Linked DNA regions of Mus musculus: region 2 is linked to region 1. The links are chromatin contacts, called in public promoter capture Hi-C maps. All regions are on one chromosome and are shown on one strand. Each heading gives the region's core, a stretch centred on a gene start, on an enhancer-like site or on the middle of the called end of the contact. The rest is flanking DNA. Distances are from core to core; before and after follow the strand shown.

Region 1 (2,983 bases), core at 141-2,640:
CTGGAGGGCACCTCCTGCACAGCGAGGGGGACCAAGGTAATGAGCGGAAGGAAGGCAGTCTGGTGAGCGTGGGCAAGTGTACCAAGCCATGGAGCTGCTGCTTGTATTGTGAAGGGTTAGGGTCGTCAGAAATCACCCTAACATGGTTTCTGTGGTTGCAATGTGCTGAGGGGTAGCTGCCTGCTGCCGACAGCCCACGCTGTCCATCAGTACCACAGTTTTTGACACAGCTTCACTCACTATCCTTCTCAATCTTGTTGCAAATTTTGTGTATAGCTCAGACTCTGATCCTCCTCTGTCAGTCTCCCAAGTGCTCTAGGCGTAGGCCTTAACCATCTTGAAGATGTCTTCTTCAGAGCTAGGTTTTAAAATCATCCCCAGGGTCTAGAGAAGTGGCCCCAAGATTAAGAGCACTTGCTGCTCTGTAAACCTGGAGTCGGTTCCCAGCATTTATGTGGTGGCTTACATACAGGCATCTGGAACTCCAGTTCCAGAGGATCTGACCTCCACAGTCATCAGGCACACACATGGTACACGTACTTACATGCAAAACAAGAAACAAAAAAAAAAAAAAAAAGAGGGCTAGAGAGATGGCTCAGCGGTTAAAAGCACTTGACTGCTCTTTGAAGGTCCTGAGTTCAAATCCCAGCAACCATATGGTGGCTCACAACCATCCGAAATGAGATCCTATGCCCTCTTCTGGTGCATCTGAAAACAGCTACAGTGTACTTAGATATAATGGGGCTTTTTTGTTTTGTTTAAAAGAAACAAGAACATCAGATGCAACGTTGTTGCTGTGGTAATCGGATAGTTGTCGCTGTGATTCATACAATACACAGTTGAATTTGTGAAACCAGGAAGCTTAGTCGTTATGTATCCTGAGACTTTTTTTTTTTTTTTTTTTTGTAGCTCTGCCTCTGAGCCTAGAACCTTTGGAACCTACCTTTGAAGATAGGTGATAGGTTTCAATCTGCTGAGACAAGTGTGTCCGCACAAACAGGCCACCTAAATGCTGTAAGGAGATTTGATAGTTTTTAGCCAGAACCCTGATAAGTGGTTGAGGCCTTACCATCATGTTTGGCCCTCTTATCAGTTGGACTAAAACAGGAAACTTGCTGCACACAGCTCACTAAATGCATGTGTGACTAGCACCAGGGTCAAGAAGCATCCATATGGGACTCCATGTGAGCCCCTTCATGTTCTTTCTGTAGTTCACAGCCAGCATAACCTCTCCTGCCTTCTTCTCGCCACACTTGGCTGTCTCCTGTGCTTGATATAAATGGAACTGTGCCTTTTTGTGCTTGGCATCTTTCTCTCAGTCTTGTGCGTGAGCCTCATCCACAGCGCATTGTGGTGGGTAGTCCGTGCTCAGTGTGATAGAGTAGTTCCCAGCTTGGGGCTATTACGAGCAGTGCCACTATGAGTCTCCCAGCATGTGTGCTGAACAGATGGACGCCTTTCTTCTGCGTTTGTATCTAGGAATAGCCATGGTGGGCCACCACAGATGCCATGCCACTTCAGCAGGCACCTCCTCTATGTACACACTATGGCGGTAGCCACCTGGGAGGATATCAGAGGGGACTGTGAGCCTCCTGTTGTGAGCCTGGCATCAATCCAGCAAACATCCAGAGATCCAAACCCGAGCACACCACAAACCGTGTTCTTTGTTTCCCTGGAATGTAAATGAGAAGCACCTTTCATTCATGACTACACCTACCAAATGGATACTTACAAGACAGGACTCCCTGCCCCTCTCGAGATGTTTATATTTGATTCGTTTTTAAATGGATTGCATTTTAAGTTGTCACACAGCAGCATGCAGGACTATGGAGTAGTTTCTCCATTCTCATGGGGTAGACTCTATAAAGCTCCCAACCCAGCAAGGAGATGAGGCCACTTTTTTTTTCCTCTGAAAGGTATTCTATAACCGTGGTTCTCAACCTTCCTAATTCTGTGGTCCTTTAATACAGGCCCTCATGTTGTGTTGGCCCACAACCACAACATTTTCATTGCTGCTGCTACTTTAAAAAGATTTGTTTGAGCCGGGCGTGGTGGCGCACGCCTTTAGTCCCAGCACTCGGAAGGCAGAGGCATGTGGATTTCTGAGTTTGAGGCCAGCCTGGTCTACAGAGTGAGCTCCAGGACATCCAGGGCTACACAGAGAAACCCTGTCTCAAAAACCAAGAAAAAAATTTTTTTATTTTATGTATGTGAGCACAGTGTAGCTGTCTTGAGACACACCACCAGAAGAGGACATTGAATCCTATTACAGATGGTTGTGAGCCACCATGTAGTAGCTGGAAATTGAACTCAGGATCTCTGGAAGAGCAGTTAATGCTCTTAAGGAGCCATCTCTCCAGCCCCTCATTGCTGCTTCTTAACTAGTTTTGCTACTGTATGAATCATAATGTAAATATCTGTGTTTTCTGATGGTCTTAGGTGACCCCTTGTGAAAGGGTCATTCTACTCCAGAGAGGTCACAACCCACAGGTTGAGAGCCACTGTCCACTGTTTCACAAGTTCTTGGGTTAGGGAGGTGATTCTGCCCTTCATAATAATCCAAGGTTTTTAAGCACAAAGTGGAAATTAACCTTTGTGACAGATTTTTGGTTGTTTGGTTTTGAGACAGGGTTTCTCTTGTGTAGCCCTGGCTGTCCTGGAACTCACTCTGTAGACTAGGCTGACCTTGAACTCAGAAATCTTCCGGCCTCTGCCTCCCAAGTGATGGGATTAAAGGCATGACAGGTTTTAACAGAATGGAAATATGTGCACACACACACACACACACACAATCTCTGGTCAGATATGTATGTATACATGAGAACTCAGTCCCTAATCCACCCTCCAGTGTTGTATTTATTAATATCTAACATGGATTTGAGCAGCAAAGGACTGAATGTGAGACGCCGTCCCCCTTGAAGCCTTTGTCTTTATTGAGTAACTAGTGGGACAATCCCACCATCCTTTCCTGCAGCCTGTTAAT
Region 2 (2,983 bases), core at 312-2,811, 870 kb before region 1:
TCGCTAAGCAGTCTTCCAGAAACATACCTGAAGGGAACTCTGCAGCCCTTCCCCACCCCCAACAGTCACAGACATGCCTCAGCACACCACCTCCAAGAAAGAGAAAGTTAACTTTCAAATAAACCTGTCCTTCAACTGGTCTGACCATGTTTTCAGACCCTTCACATTCTTCAAGACGGTTTATTCTAAAGTAGTTCAAATCCAGAAGCCCAAACCTGACCTGTGTGTGAAGGGCAAAGATCAAGGGTCGAAGGGCTACAAATACACTGCTTCCCCCCACCCCCACCCCCACACACTCCTTTGATCCTCTTTTTCCTCTGGGCCAAAATGGGAAAATGTGCCAGGCTTCTTATCCTTCCTTCAGAAAAGCCCAATTGGGCTGCCGGTGGGTGTGCGAACCTACACCGGTTCCACACAATTTTCTGTGAACTCCAGGGGTTTTGCAGAAGGCTGGGACACAGGGACTCTATTTCTCAGGCACCCCTAAAGTCTGCACGTATGCAGAAGGCGCAGTGCTGTCCGGTCGGTACAGTCTCCCCTCCCTGCTGGGCCATTCAAAGCTCCCCCCACCACAGCGGGGTCACTCACCACCCGTGAGCTGTGCAGGGCCAAAGCACAGCGCCAGTTGAAACCACAGGATCACGGCCAAGAGTCTCTGGGGGGACTGAGGCTGCTGTTGCTGCAGCTGCTGCTCTAGAAATCCATCTCCATTGCTCGGGTTCATTCCATGATACATCTTTCATCCACAGAGGGCATCCAGCTTGCGAGAGTCTGCAACCAGGAGCGGAACACGACAATACCCCGGGGTTGCCCGGGCTCTGGGGCCAAGCTCTCCCTCCTCCACCCTGGGGGCCCGGTGCCTGGGCTTTGCGGGCTCCATCCCATCCCATCCCTGTTCGCCCCTGCGCAGCCCCCGCCCCCTTTCCCACAGCGAGATCCTCCCTGCCACCCCCCATGCAGGGTCCAGAGAGTAGCAGCCACCATGGGATACTGCGCGTGCGGGAGGGATGGAGGAGGGGAGAGAGGACAGGGGTTAGTGCACACTGGCTCTGTGCTGGTCCCCGGGATTCAGCGGCTCTGATCATGACAGGAAAGTCTAAAGCCTTATAGCATCAAGCGGCTGAGAAAACACTTTTCCCCGGGCCTGTACATTTCACTCTGAGGAATCTCACAATGTGCCCCCTGCTGCCCCTGGATACTTCTCTGCTTTTCCAAGGATTGGGAGGCTCCTATTGCCCCAGTCCCTTATGAAATCTGAGCTGTTATTTTTATTTTAAAAATTCCTCCCTTAGGGGAGCTGAGCCAGGAGCCAACTCGCCCAGCCCGGCCTGCGCACGCCTCCCCGGGGCAGGCAAGCCCCTTCCGGGCTCCGGCTCTTACCTGTGGGTCTCATGCATGCAGCTTCCTTCCCTCCTCCGCCTCCTCCCCCCGCCAGTCTAACCCGCATCTGTGCGCGACCTCTGCTGCCGCCTCTGCGCGAGCAAGCAAGCGAGCGAGCGAGCAAGACAGAGGAGCGAGCGAGCGAGCGAGACGGAAGCCTCGGCGGCTGCCGGGCTACACCGCCCCCGCCCGTCCCGCCGCGCGCTCCCTCCCCGGGCTCCCCCGAGTGGCCGGGGGCGGGGGTGACGAGGGCCACGGCTGCCGGGCTGCGCGCGCCCGCTACCTGAGCTCGGGAGCGCGCGGCGGCGGCGCGGAGAGGGGGAGGAAGGGACGAGGCCCGGGCGCGCGCGGGAAGGGCAGGGGCGCGCGGGCCTGCACGCGCCTCGGCGGGTCCCAGCCAGCGCCGGTAGCAGGGGTAAGGGGATGGCGTGGGCGGAGGAGGACGCCGTGGCCAATGGGAAGCCGGCGCGCCTGCACCTGTCGGGCACGAGTCGCCAGGCGGCGGCACACACGCACACGCATTCACACACGCGCATACGCGTATGCACGCACACATACCCAGGCACACGCACGCGCACACACCGCAGGTCTGCGCCGCGATCCTTCACCAGTGGCCTCTGGAGCCCTTAGCCCCGTGTGTGCCACCAGAGGCTGTGACCTCGAAGGTGGAGGTGGACAGGATGATCCCACCCAGGACCATCACCGATGACAGGGTTAACTTGAATGGGGCGGTGTAAGCACAACCCTTGCTGCTAAAACCTCAAGTTCTTGGTGACCCCGAACATCTCCACGGGTGTGAGCTTCCCCTAGAGCCCAGTGGACAGCCCGAGGAGGCTGGGTCTCTGTCTCCCGTCCCTTGCACCGTCGGCATTTTCCCTCTTGGCTGCCTTGGAGATAGACGCAAGCATCTCTCGGAGCTTTCTCTTGAGAGGCTCTCCCTCAGGGAGACAAGTGACCGGGCAGTGAGATGATGGGTGCCAATGCGGGAAAGCTGGATATCACCGGAAGCTTATTTCCTTTGGGTAAGAACCCGAAAGGATCAGGGGTCCCCAGGAAAGAACGTTCCCCTGGTCAGCGGTCCCTTCCTGGTGTCTTAAGTTCAGCCTGCTGCTAGCTCTGTTCTCCCAACCTTTGCTGTTCCCCAGCAAGCTAGACCTCCCTCTGAGGTCTGGGCCGGCTCCTAGGGTACTTGTGTGAGCCTTGGTGATTAAGGGGTGTGCCTTAATGAGGTAGGGCCGGCAGGCAGTATTTTTGAACCACTGGATCCCCATTATTCTGTAGCAATTTGTGGATATGAAAAACCATGTTTCTGATACAGCCACCAAATCATCTCGTCCTTCTATCGACTTTCCCAAAATCTCACATACTGAAGGTAGTTTGGAAATTACAGCTTTTACCGTGTTGGCTTTTACTGCGAGTAATTTTAACAAATTCTTGCAGGAGAAATTAGCTTTTAGTAGATAAATCTAGTTCAATGTTGTTGATTTTTTTTTTCGATTTGTAAAATTGAGATGTCAGCTTTGCACGGAGTAAGTTGAACAGTTTTGGTTATCACAAATGCATTTCTGCTAAAGCCTGAACTCTGAAGCCCAAAGCATTACTT

The links. Promoter capture Hi-C pulls out the DNA fragments that hold promoters and counts their contacts.
Region 2: a promoter capture Hi-C map of hippocampal neurons shows a contact between it and region 1, with 5 times the contacts expected there. The contact joins the promoter of Susd4 here to the enhancer-like site in region 1. A contact is called at or near these places in 10 of 39 promoter capture datasets (the C10 cell line, the HPC-7 cell line, HPC-7-derived erythroid cells and 6 more).

What each region holds. Positions count from the first base shown.
Region 1 is chr1:181,892,363-181,895,345 of GRCm38.p6, reverse strand. No RefSeq gene overlaps it. Among named protein-coding and RNA genes, the nearest start is that of Gm33669, 15 kb to the right of the region's middle. Within about 2 kb of position 1,390, at least 11 of the 459 cell types and tissues checked have an H3K27ac peak or open chromatin away from gene starts, as enhancers often do. A contact at or near this core is called in hippocampal neurons, where this site is marked.
Region 2 is chr1:182,762,794-182,765,776 of GRCm38.p6, reverse strand. It overlaps Susd4 (sushi domain containing 4), which reads right to left and starts at 1,561. Exons shown (of 9, transcript NM_001356461.1): 1 at 1,381-1,561; 2 at 589-771. The coding sequence starts at 736.